Linked DNA regions of Sus scrofa: region 2 is linked to region 1. The links are chromatin contacts, called in public HiChIP or PLAC-seq maps. All regions are on one chromosome and are shown on one strand. Each heading gives the region's core, a stretch centred on a gene start, on an enhancer-like site or on the middle of the called end of the contact. The rest is flanking DNA. Distances are from core to core; before and after follow the strand shown. Region 1 has its middle 30 kb from the start of NEO1. Region 2 has its middle 84 kb from the start of ADPGK.

Region 1 (5,430 bases), core at 2,690-5,189:
TTCCAAAGGGAGAATGAATTGGGTGGATATTTGTCTATGAGGAGTGCCTTAACAAAATATCATAGACGGCATGCCTTAAACAACAGAAACTTATTTCCTCCCAGTCCTGGAAGCTGAAAGTTGCAGATCAAAGTGTCAGCAGGTTTGGTTTCTTCTGAAGCCTCTCTCCTTGGCTTGCAGACAGCTGCCTCTTGCTGTGTCCTCACATGGTCTTTCCTCCTTGCAAGCACACCCAGGGTGTCTCTCTGTGTGTATCCTCATTTCTCCTTAGAAGAGCACCAGTCAGATTGGATTAGGGCCTCCTTGAATGCTGTCATTTTAACTTAATCACCTCTTGAAAGGATCTATCTCCAAGAACAGTCACATTCTGAGGTACGAGGGGTTAAGGCTTCAACATACAAATTTGGAAGACGAATACAAGTCAGTCTCTAACAGGTGGGTTTGCCCCCTTCCAATATGAAGTGCCCTGACTGGGCCGATTTTATGCCACACTCATCAGAGACAGTTGCCATGTCTAGCTCATGGGTGGCTGGCTGCCTTTGGCTTGATATCAGTGTCTGATGAAGCCAGTTATGGTGAGGGCAGTGAATTGGTTTCACTCAAAACATGCATAAGCTATAGCAACCGACACAGGAAAGAACCGGTTTGGGCCACTTTCCTTAAAAGGTCACTTCAGGAGTGGCAGGTGTTCTCAGTCTCCTGGCACCGGCTGAGAATCCACGTGGCTGGCAGCGTATCAGGTGCTTCCTCTCTGCCTCCCCACCAGCCCAGGTCTCAGCCTCTGGATCTTAAATCCAGGACTGTGACCTCCACACCCAACCTCACCCAGGTCCTCTCCAGCCTGGAGCCAGTTTCTATAACAGTGTCTCACCTGATTTGACTCTTGGAAACACCCCCCCACACACACACACATACCCCTCCCCTGACAAAATGACAGTTCTCCCCAGTTTCTTTGTTACCTATCCCTAGACTCATCTTCCACTCTTTCTTTCTTTCTTTCTTTCTTTCTTTCTTTCTTTCTTTCTTTCTTTCTTTCTTTCTTTCTTTCTTTCTTCCTTCCTTCCTTCCTTCCTTCCTTCCTTCCTTCCTTCCTTCCTTTCTTGTCTTTTTGCCTTTTCTAGGACTGCTCCCATGGCATATGGAGGTTCCCAGGCTAGGGGTCTAATCAGATCTGTAGCTACCGGCCTACGCCAGAGCCACAGCAACACGGGATCTGAGCCGCGTCTGCAACCTACACCACAGCTCACGGCAATGCTGGATCCTTAACCCACTGAGGGAGGCCAGGGATCGAACCTGCAACCTCATGCTTCCTAGTCAGATTCGTTAACCACTGCGCCACAACGGGAACTCCCCACTAATGTTTCTTATAAACCACTTAGTTCTCTTGGCTTCTAAGTTCAATACAACTTCCTAAGCATTGCTTTCAGATCCTCCCTTAGCTCATCAATCCCATGGCTTGCTTTCCAGGTCACACTTAACAGGATGCCTGGTACTTCTCCATCAGTCTGCTCCCCTGAGGCAGCCTCTATCTGATAACTCTAGGATATGGACACAAACCTGCACACAATACCTTAGGCGTGAAGGCCACTTGGTGGGTTGGGGTTAAGGTTTTGGCTCTGGAGGAAATGCAGCACAGAAGCTTCTGACACAGTAGGAAGACTTAGAACCCTACATCCTTTGTAATTCGAAGAGTAGTTGAGAGAATAACTGTATTAATCAGGGTTCGCCAGAGAAACAGTACAGATACACGTACATATAAAATGGGAAATTGGTGCATAAGATTATGGAGGCCGAGAGGAGACCCTGGAAAAGTAGTGGTGTAATTCGGTCCAAGTCCAAAGGCCTGAAAACCGGGGGAGCCAATGGTATAAATCCTAGTTCAAGGGCAAGAGAAAATGAGATGAGATGTTCAAGGGGTGAGGCAGGGTAAAAGAGGGCAAATTCCTCCTTCCTGTGCTTTTTGTTCTCTTCAGGTCTTGGATAGATTGGATGTTGCCTGCCTACCTTGGGGAGAGCAATTTACTGAGTCCATGGTTTCAGATATTAATCCCATCTAGAAACACCCTCACAGACACACTCAGAAATAATGTTTAATCTGGGCACCCCATGCCCAGTCAAGTTGACACATAAAATTCACCATCACAGTGACTTTTCTAGGTTTCTGACTTCTGGGAGAAGGTAAGAAGTGGGGTGCCCTCATATGCAGCTAGACCCATGGGCATAGATAATTTATTTGTCAGCCAGCTCCCTTAGGCATGGCAAGAGTTAGGTCCAAGCTGGAGAAGGGGTGATGGAGGATCAAGTGAGACTTTCCAGAGGCACCTCCAGCCATGGGTCAGGTGGCTAGGTTATGCCTAGGATGAGAAGCTTGAGCCAGAAAAGACTTGGACTATTGCCATAGTAACCTACACATGGCCAGGCAGCTTCCTGGGCCTTTCTTCCTGGGGAAACCTCTTACCCTTCTCCCCTCCTGGTTCTAGGATGACCTAGGATATACAGACTGTGCCCTAGGGAGCAGAAAGTCAAGGAGCTGCCCTTCTTCTTTTTCAATCAGAGCCTTGCCCCAGACTCAGCCCTGGGGTGCTTTCTGGCCTAAACTCAGCTGCTCCTGCTAGGGTTCTGTTGCTATTTGAAAGGAAAAAACAACAACCAGTGATCTGAGATTTCTACCTGCTCACCAGGTCTAAATGCAGCTTTTGCCAAGAGCTGATACCTGCTCTTGCTCATCCATCTGGTGAAGGGACACAACGTTCCCAAAGTGGAATCTTTGAGGGGGGCATCCAGGCCTATAGAATCATGTTCATTCATAGAGGAATGGGAAAAGGGATCTCCCAGGAAAGAGCCACTGCCCAGCAAGGGGCATTAAGTTTGCCCTTTGGGGTCCAGAGGTAGTGAGGGTATGCAGGTATTTAGGCTGGTTGTGAGAAAACCTACAGCACCATCTGATGGTAAGTCCCTGGGTATCCTCTTAGGAAATGTGGAAAGTACTGCCAGCATCACCCAAATCCTAGTGTGACGTTTCTTTGACATTGCAAAGCTACCATCACTTTAACATAAACTTCTGAAGAAGTACAATTTCACCCACTCTTTGAACTAAGGTGTTCAAAAATTCCTTTAAGGTTGTTTTGTTTGGATCATGTTTTCATCTGCCAAGCATCTATCCTTTTGGAAATGTGTCCCTCTCTCACACCATGTAATTCTGGGCAAGACCTGCCCCTTCCATTACAATCCCCAGGTAGACCCTCTCTCACGAGTATTTGAATCTGGAGTGGGAATAAGACAGATGGAACTGGGCTTTCCCCAAAAACTGTTGCACTGGAGGAAGGCAGCACCTCCCTTGTGTTACAGACAAGAAAACAGACTCAGAAGAGTAAATATTTTGTCCAAGGTCCCACCCTACTAAATGGCAGAGTGAGGATCTGAACCCATTCTCTGTGACCCCAAAGCCCATGTTTGTTCTGCTCAAGAGTCTCCATACATAGGAATTCCTGCTGGTGTGCAGTAGGGTTAAGAATATGACTGCAGTGGCTCGGGTCTCTGTGGAGGCATGGGTTTGATCCCTAGCCCAGCACGGTGGGTTAAAAGGATTTGGCATTGCCGCAGCTGAGGCATAGGTTGCAGCTGAGGCTTGGATTTATCCCTGGACTGGGAACTTCCATATGCCATGGGTGCAGCCATAAAATTAAAAAAAAAAAAAGTTTCTGTATACAAAGTACTTATTTCCACCACATACAATGGAGAAGTTTGGGGGAAATGGCTCTAGTGCTTGGTCCTTCATTCAGTGAGTTTGATGTGGGAGCACATATGAGATTCAGTTCTTTCGCGTGTATATGCCTAGTGTCATGGTATTTCATCTCCCCACCTGGTTGCAAGTCCCTGAGTCAGCTTATCCTTGAGTTTCTCACACTTCCTGCTATCAGTCAAGGAAGGGTTGGCAATCTTTTCAGTTGCACGCTCTTCTCAGATTTCAGGTCTGCCCTCATCTTCATCTCCATTAAACAGGTGCCATCCTAGGCATGTGCTTGATTTTCCTGAACCTTTCTTTTCTCACCCAATTTCTGTGTCCCACTGGAGTCCCTCCTACCCCACCCCAACTGCCTATCAAAGCAGGCTGAAAGCCAGCGCGTCCCAGTAAATACTGAAATTGTTCTTGTGTTTTGTCACTCGACATTATGCTTTAACCAAATAAAGCATGTCTGCTGAGGGCACTGGAACCTCTTCAGAGATGGTTTATTTTCATACGACCTGAGAGCTTTCTTCCTGATGAATCAGCACTGCTGCTTTGCTCTCAATGCTCCAGCAGTAACAAGGCACAAAGACTGTCAAGCTTCAGCCCATAAGTGACTCTAAATGCACCTATTATTCCACTGTTTTTCCAGCTGATTCCTCCTGAGTTCAATACTCTGTTCTCGGCAGTCGTAAGCATCCGTGTATCTTGCTGAAGGCTCACAGGGTTTGAAAAAGCATTTGATTTCCTGGGTATGCTGCGTGCTTTGGGCAAACAAAACCAAACAAACAGTTCTTATTTGAAAATCGTATTCTTTTCGTAATCCTCAAAGGGGAAACTTATATGCAGTGTCAACCTCCTCCAATTAGCCCAGAGGCATATGTCAAGCTGTTTCTGTGAAGATAAACTCCAGGAAAAAAGACCTGCTTGACGCACCCTTCGTGGACTTGAAAAACACTTTTAGTGCTGTGTAGTTGCCTGCCATGATGGACTTAGAGACAATGGAAGGTGCGCAGTCATTTAACATAGCTTGAGCACAATTATTTCCTCTTCGGGGCCCAAGGGTCATGATCAGATGTGCTTGGGTTAATTCCTGCTGTCACTTCTCTGCTTCTGCTATGGACTCCATCAACTCTTGCCTCCCTCCCATCCCCCTTTTATTTAAAGTGCCTGTCTTTCTAGGCACTGTGGGAGGGAAACACAAGAAATGGCCAAATAGATCCCTTTTAAGGGCTTCTCAATACCAGTAATGTAAGCAGATTGTATCACTGGCGGCCGGACCCTGAAGAGAATTTCAATTCTAGCAGAAGGAGATGGAAATAGGCTTTTAAAAATCCTTCCTCGCCGAATCCTAACCTGCTTGGGAGCTGGCTGCCCACTTTTGCTGGTCTCCTAGCAACCAAGCCCCTTCCTCTGCAGGCACTGCTGCTGTCCATAGGGCCAGACTTGGGAGAGTTAGCCTCTCTCCAGCACAGGGCAAGGATGTCACCGAGGGAACAGGCGTGAGCACCTGGAGAAATTGCTAAATGGTCTGTAAATTCACCATGAGGATGACAGTCTAAACGGGGCCACCTTTCACACATTTTTCAGGGGATCTTGGGATTTAAATTCATCCTTCTGCTTCCTTCCAATAATAGCTTGCATGGGTGGAATGCTTTGTATTTTTCAAAACACTTTTGCATCCATTACCTCATGCAGTTCCC
Region 2 (5,805 bases), core at 1,783-4,282, 170 kb after region 1:
CCTTGTCCACATTCATGGCTCCTCATTGTTGCAGGACATCTGCTGTAGACCTAGGCTTGACATCTACATTCCAGGTGAAAAAAAGAAAGGTAAAAGCCTCTTAGTGAGACTTTTATGCAGGAAAGGACACCCTTTGTACACACTTCTGCCTTGATCTCATTGGTCAGAACTGTATGTCTTATGTCCTCTACTCACAAGGAAACAGTCTTTTTTGTTTTCCAAGCTCTATAATAGGAATGTTCTAGAGAAGCTTTTGCGTAGCCAATTCCCATTGTCTTCCCCAGGGGGGAGTGTGGGAGAGAGCGTTTCTGGCAGGGGGCACAGCATGTGCAAAGGCTTGAGCATTCCTGCTGCATTCCTAGGGCTGACAACCGTGCTGGGACATAGAAGCCCTCACCAGACACCTGCTGGATGAATAAACAGAGAGATGAAGTGAGAGCTTAGCATGGTAGAAAAGCTACGAGAAATTCAGGGTGGCTATATCATAAACTACAAGAGAGGAAGCAGCCAGATGAGGCAAGAGGATTATGTGGGAGGCTAAACATGCTGGGCCTTGTGCTTGGATCTTTATCCTGTGATGAATGAAGAGCCTTTGAAGAGTTGTCTGCAGGGATATAACTTGGTTAGATTTGTGTTTCAGGAAGATTATGCTGGGTTTGGGGAGGGGCAAGTTTTGGAGGTACTCAAGACAAAAGGTAAGGAACCCATCTGGAGCCCATCATGATGTCCAAGCTAGAGAAAATGGTGGCCCAGAAGAGTACTGAGGTAAGGGGATTGGAAGGAAGAGCTCAGAAACTGGAGATGTTTTGGAGGCAGAACTGAGTGCACACAGCAATGGGTTAAACATGGGAGAAAAGAGAAAAGTTAATGACCGCTTCAAAATTCCTGGCTCAGTTTACGGGGTCCATGGCACTACCACTCACTGAGTTGGGAAACATAGACATAGCAGGTTTGGATTTGGAGAAGGGTGATGATGACTGCAGTTTGGATGTTATACCAGACCCTGTTATGCACACTGCCCAAGATTTTCTCATCCTCACCTGCCCCCAGGTTTTAGTCACCATTTCAATGGAGATCCCCAGCTGCAATCACCAGTGCCCACTCACCTCATCTCTCATCAGGTTGGACTTGGAACAGTACTCTTTAGCTATTTGAACTGCTTCTAGGGCTGCCATGGTCACGGCACTGGCTTCAAGGTAGTAGACAGGTAGTAGAAGGGTAGTAGGCAGTGTAATAGACAGGACTGGGGTGGCTCTGCCACCAGCACGTTCTCCACATGTTCCACAGGCAGCTGTCGCAAATGGTCAATTCTATCCCACCCACCCCAGCTCCTGCAGCCTGACCAGCAGATTCCCAGGTGATGCTCCATTCCCAATTCTCTGTATACCATAATGCACTGCAGCACCTCTGCCTCCTCCCACTCTGTCTATATCAATAGCTCCTTCAAGCTCCAGCCCTCCTTAGACTTGGCTGGACCCACTGGAGCTCTGGCTTCTCTGATCAACTTTAGGCTCAACTGGAGTAACAAACTGGAAGCCTGTGATCTAGTTTCTCCATCGAATGCCTGGAGGGGTCAGTCAACACAACCCAGAAATGCATGGGAGTTAATAATCATAAAGCAGACCTGATCCATGAGGTACAGGAGGAGAAAGGAAGAAGCCATCAGATAAATCTCTCTCTCCATGCCTCCTCCCCCAAAGGAGTGTCCTCCAAGGCAAAGTTCTTCTGTAAGACCTGTTTACAGGACATTCCATGTGCCCAGGCAACATGAAGCTGTGGCTAGTTTGGTGTATTAGTTTCCAGAACTGCTATAACAAAGCACCACAACTGAATGGTTTAAAAGAATGAAAGATTATCCTCTCACAGTTCTGGAGGGCAGAAGTCTGAGTCAAAGTGTTGACTGGGCTGTGCTCCCTCCCAAGTCTCTAGGAGAGAGTCCTTCCTGGCCTCTTCCAGCGTGTGGTGGCCACACATGTTCCTTGGTTATGGCAACATCACTCCTGTCTCTGCCTCTGTCTCCACAGCCTTCTCCCCTCTGTGTCTGTGTCTCTGTGTGACCTTGCCTTTTCTAATAAAGACCCCAAACACATTGGATATAAGGCCCACCCTAATCCAGTAAGACTTCCTCTTAGCTAGTTATGTCTGTAAAGACCCTCTATCCAAATAAGGGCACACTGACACGTCCTGCAGGTTAGGACTTTGGCATGTATTTTGAGGGACACAATGCAACTCAATAACAAACAGTTGGTAACATACCAACTTGTATTTGCTTCCTGCTTTCCCTGTCTCATTTACCTTTTTTCTATCAGTCTGTGCTACCATGAAATTGCATCTCCCATGAAGCCTTATTAAATGCATTTTGACTCAGGATATATTTCCTAGGATATCTATGCAAAAACATGTTGATTTGGGGACATTCAAGTAGAGATAAATATCAGGTGGTTAAAACTGAAGCACAGAGGAAAGGTCTGGACTGGAGGAATCAATTATAGTGTGGATCTGTTTTGTTCATTCTGTATACTTCTCTCTTCTTCTTTTAACAGGACCTCACTCTTCCTGTAGAAATCCATCTTCCATAATTCCTTGTGGTCCTGGGAGGTTGGCAACAAAGGGCCACCACCGCCACCCCAAATTCCTTGCAAATGCCATTGAGTAGGCGTATGACTCCAGATTAACCAGAGCCCCTTCTTGGGAATGAAATAACAATTTTGGGAGAGAGAAGTTCTTTCCTTCCTTCCTCCAGAGTGATAAAACCTTGAACTATCTATAGCCACTCCTCTGCCCCTCACTCCTACCACATGAGGAAGCCAGTCTGCAATAGAAGATAATGAGGCAAATATAGTGATAGAAACAGAGCCCTGCTTCCCCCCCACAAAAAAAAGAGGGAGAGAGATGCTTGACAACATTATTTGAGTCCCCAAATCCAGAAATGTCTGAGGTCAGTGCCATTTCTAAACTAGTCTGTTATACTAGCCAAAATGTTCTCTCTATTTTTGCTTGAGCTAGTGTGAATTGAGCTTCTATCATTTGCAGCCAAAATTCCTCAGTGTATAAATGGCATCATGATTAGATGCTAACAGAAGCAATTAGATGCTAAATATATAGGCTGACGAGAGCAAAAATGACAAAGGCAGAGGCCCATGGAGAAGGAACATTTGAGCAGTAGTCAGAGAAAGCATGAAGAGAGACTGAAGTGTAGCAGTCAGAGAGGTAGGGAGAAAATGAGGAAGGTGAGATCCTGGAAGACAGAGGAAGTGAGACTTGTGAGAAGGGCATGGTCAATGTCATCAAGTGCCACTGAGAACCAAGCAAAAAAGAAAAGGAAAATTCCATCGGATTCAGTGGCGAAACACCCCTGGTGATCTTGATGAAAGTAGCCTCAATGGACAAGAAGGGGCAGAATTTTGATGGCCAAGTGTTGAGGGGTAAGTGAGGCAGAAAGACAACAAGTGTAGAAACCCTCAAGAAATTTGGTTGCAAAGGGAGAAGAGGTGGGATAATGACAGCTGGAGAGGACACAGTGGTGTCAATGAAGATTTTTTTTAAGATAACGAAGACCTGAACATATTTCAATATGGATGGGAAGAGACCAACAGGGAGGTAAAGACTGCAGCTATAAGTAAGGAAGAGGAAAGAGAGGTCCCGGGGAAGGTGGGAGGGGCCAGAATCTAGGAGGCAGGCCTCCGTGGTAACAGGAGATAAAGAGGGGATTGGAGGCACAAATTCAGATAGGTTTGAGGTTTGATGGCAGAAAAGCAGGGGAATTTTATCTGTGAGGCAGCAGCGAGATTATTGCTGATGGTGGCAGGAGGCTGAGAGGTAATGGGCGGAGGAATGGTCAGGTTGGAGGTTTGAGGAGGATTGGAACAGCCTGTGCGGAGAACAGGAAACAGAGCCCCTGAGGAAACCTAAAAGGGATGACCTGACCTGTGGAGGAACCAGGTAACCACAGACCATGGATGTGCAGTGTCCTTGGGGTGCATTCCTGTGACAGACTTCGGAGCCATGCACAGCAGTGTTGGGATAGGCGCACAGAAGCCAAATGGCTCTGCCCAGGCAGGGTTGGGTTTTACGGGACTGTGGGACAACGGAGGAGAGGCTCTTGGAGGGCTGGGTGAGGAGGAAAGTTTGGGGGTACTACAGGAGGAGGCCAAGAGAGAGGTTCAAAGTGGAAGGTCAAGGACCTGGAAGCAGGCAACTGGAGAACAGGTGTAGAGGGTGTGTTTGGGCCAACCAGACACCACCGCCTACCCCCACCACCCACCTGCAATCTTGGTCTCCTTAATTAGATTATGAGTTTCTTGATATGTAGGGTTACTTGGCCACTGATGATACAGAAATGAGGATAAACAATAGATATGTACATACATAGATACATAGATAGATAGGCAGGTTCTTACAGCTTGTTTCTCAGTCATCCATTTGTTATATTCATTACATACTGCTTCGTAACAAATGACTCCAAAACGTAGTGGTTTAAATGAACAACATTCATCATCTCACAGTTTCTGTGGGTCAGGAATCAGGGCACAGCTCAGCTGGGTCGTCTGGCTCAACCATCTCATGAAGCTGCACTCAAGGTTGTCTGCCTGGTCTGCAGTCACCTCAAAGCCCAACCGTCCTGGTTGTTGACAGGGGTCAGCTTTTCACTGGCCGTCATCTGGAAGCCACTCTCAGGTCCTTGCCACCTAGACTTCTCCGTAGGGAAGCTCACAATATGGCATCTAGCTTCATCAGAGCAAGCAAGTCAATGAGGGGGAGGGGGAGGAGGGAGAGAGGTGGAGTGACACCTTGTGTAACCTAATCTCAGAAGTGACATCCATCACTTCTGCCTCATTCTACTCATGAGAGGTGAGTCACTAGCTCCAGGCTCACATTCAGGGGAGAGACTTGCACAAGAAACTGAACACCAGGAGGTGGGATCCTTGGGGGCTGTTTTGGAAGCTGCCAACCACGTCCATTCATTCATTCAGCATTTATTTAATGTGGACCTGCTCTGTCCATGCTGAGGGTGGAAGACAGAACACAATGGTGACTGTCACTTGAAGATTATGGCTTGGAAGGTGACACATAAATTAACCAAAGAAACACACACAAATGTAAGTCAAGAGCTACTACAGAAAACGCCCCCAAGAGGTGGTGAGTGGTGAGGATGGAACAGCACTTGGTACCATAAGAGCATTTCACCAGGGCACTGGGCCAGGGCCTCCCTGGGAAGGGATGACAGGAAAGCGAGCTAACGCGTGAGGTAAGGCCAGGCATAAGCTGGGTGGTGAACGCAGGAGGGAGTGGCAGGGAGTGCACAGCTGGCCAGAGGAATGGCATCATCTAGACACGCTGGGGTGCGTGTGGGCCAAGAGCATGTGTGTGTGCGTGTGTGTGTTCACCTGTGCATGCACGCACGCACACACACATGCATTCTGGTCCTGGGCAGACTTGGGTGTTTACACTGTATGAGTGGACGTTGTGGGTAAACAATACCACTCAGTACACACAGAGACTCGAAAGAAGGGACAGGAAGGTGGCAGAGAGGACAGAATCTGAGCAGCACTGTCTCTGAACTTTCAGAAATATGTTTCTTCCTCCTTCTCCCCACTCTCCCACCCTCCTGTACCCTCTCTGGGAGGTTGCTTTGGGGACTCATATATATGTCCTCATAAAAAGCAAAAATCTGCTGATGCAGCCTAATGCCTTATCCTGAAAAGCAGAGCTGTCTGAGGAAACTAGCTCTGCCCCTGCCTTGGCAAGAAGGCTCTGTTCTGCAAACCAGCATCTCCCTTGTTAAAGAGACAGCCTATTGATTGA

The links. HiChIP or PLAC-seq counts read pairs in DNA pulled down with a chosen protein or histone mark.
Region 2: an H3K27ac HiChIP or PLAC-seq map of skeletal muscle shows a contact between it and region 1, with 4 times the contacts expected there. The contact joins two enhancer-like sites. A contact is called at or near these places in 1 of 47 Hi-C or Micro-C datasets (embryonic fibroblasts) and 1 of 2 datasets of contacts at active chromatin or transcription factors (skeletal muscle).

The regions. Positions count from the first base shown.
Region 1 is chr7:60,327,097-60,332,526 of Sscrofa11.1, forward strand. No RefSeq gene overlaps it. Among named protein-coding and RNA genes, the nearest start is that of NEO1, 30 kb to the left of the region's middle. Within about 2 kb of position 3,940, at least 6 of the 83 cell types and tissues checked have an H3K27ac peak or open chromatin away from gene starts, as enhancers often do. A contact at or near this core is called in skeletal muscle, where this site is marked.
Region 2 is chr7:60,496,694-60,502,498 of Sscrofa11.1, forward strand. No RefSeq gene overlaps it. Among named protein-coding and RNA genes, the nearest start is that of ADPGK, 84 kb to the right of the region's middle. Within about 2 kb of position 3,033, at least 1 of the 83 cell types and tissues checked has an H3K27ac peak or open chromatin away from gene starts, as enhancers often do. A contact at or near this core is called in skeletal muscle, where this site is marked.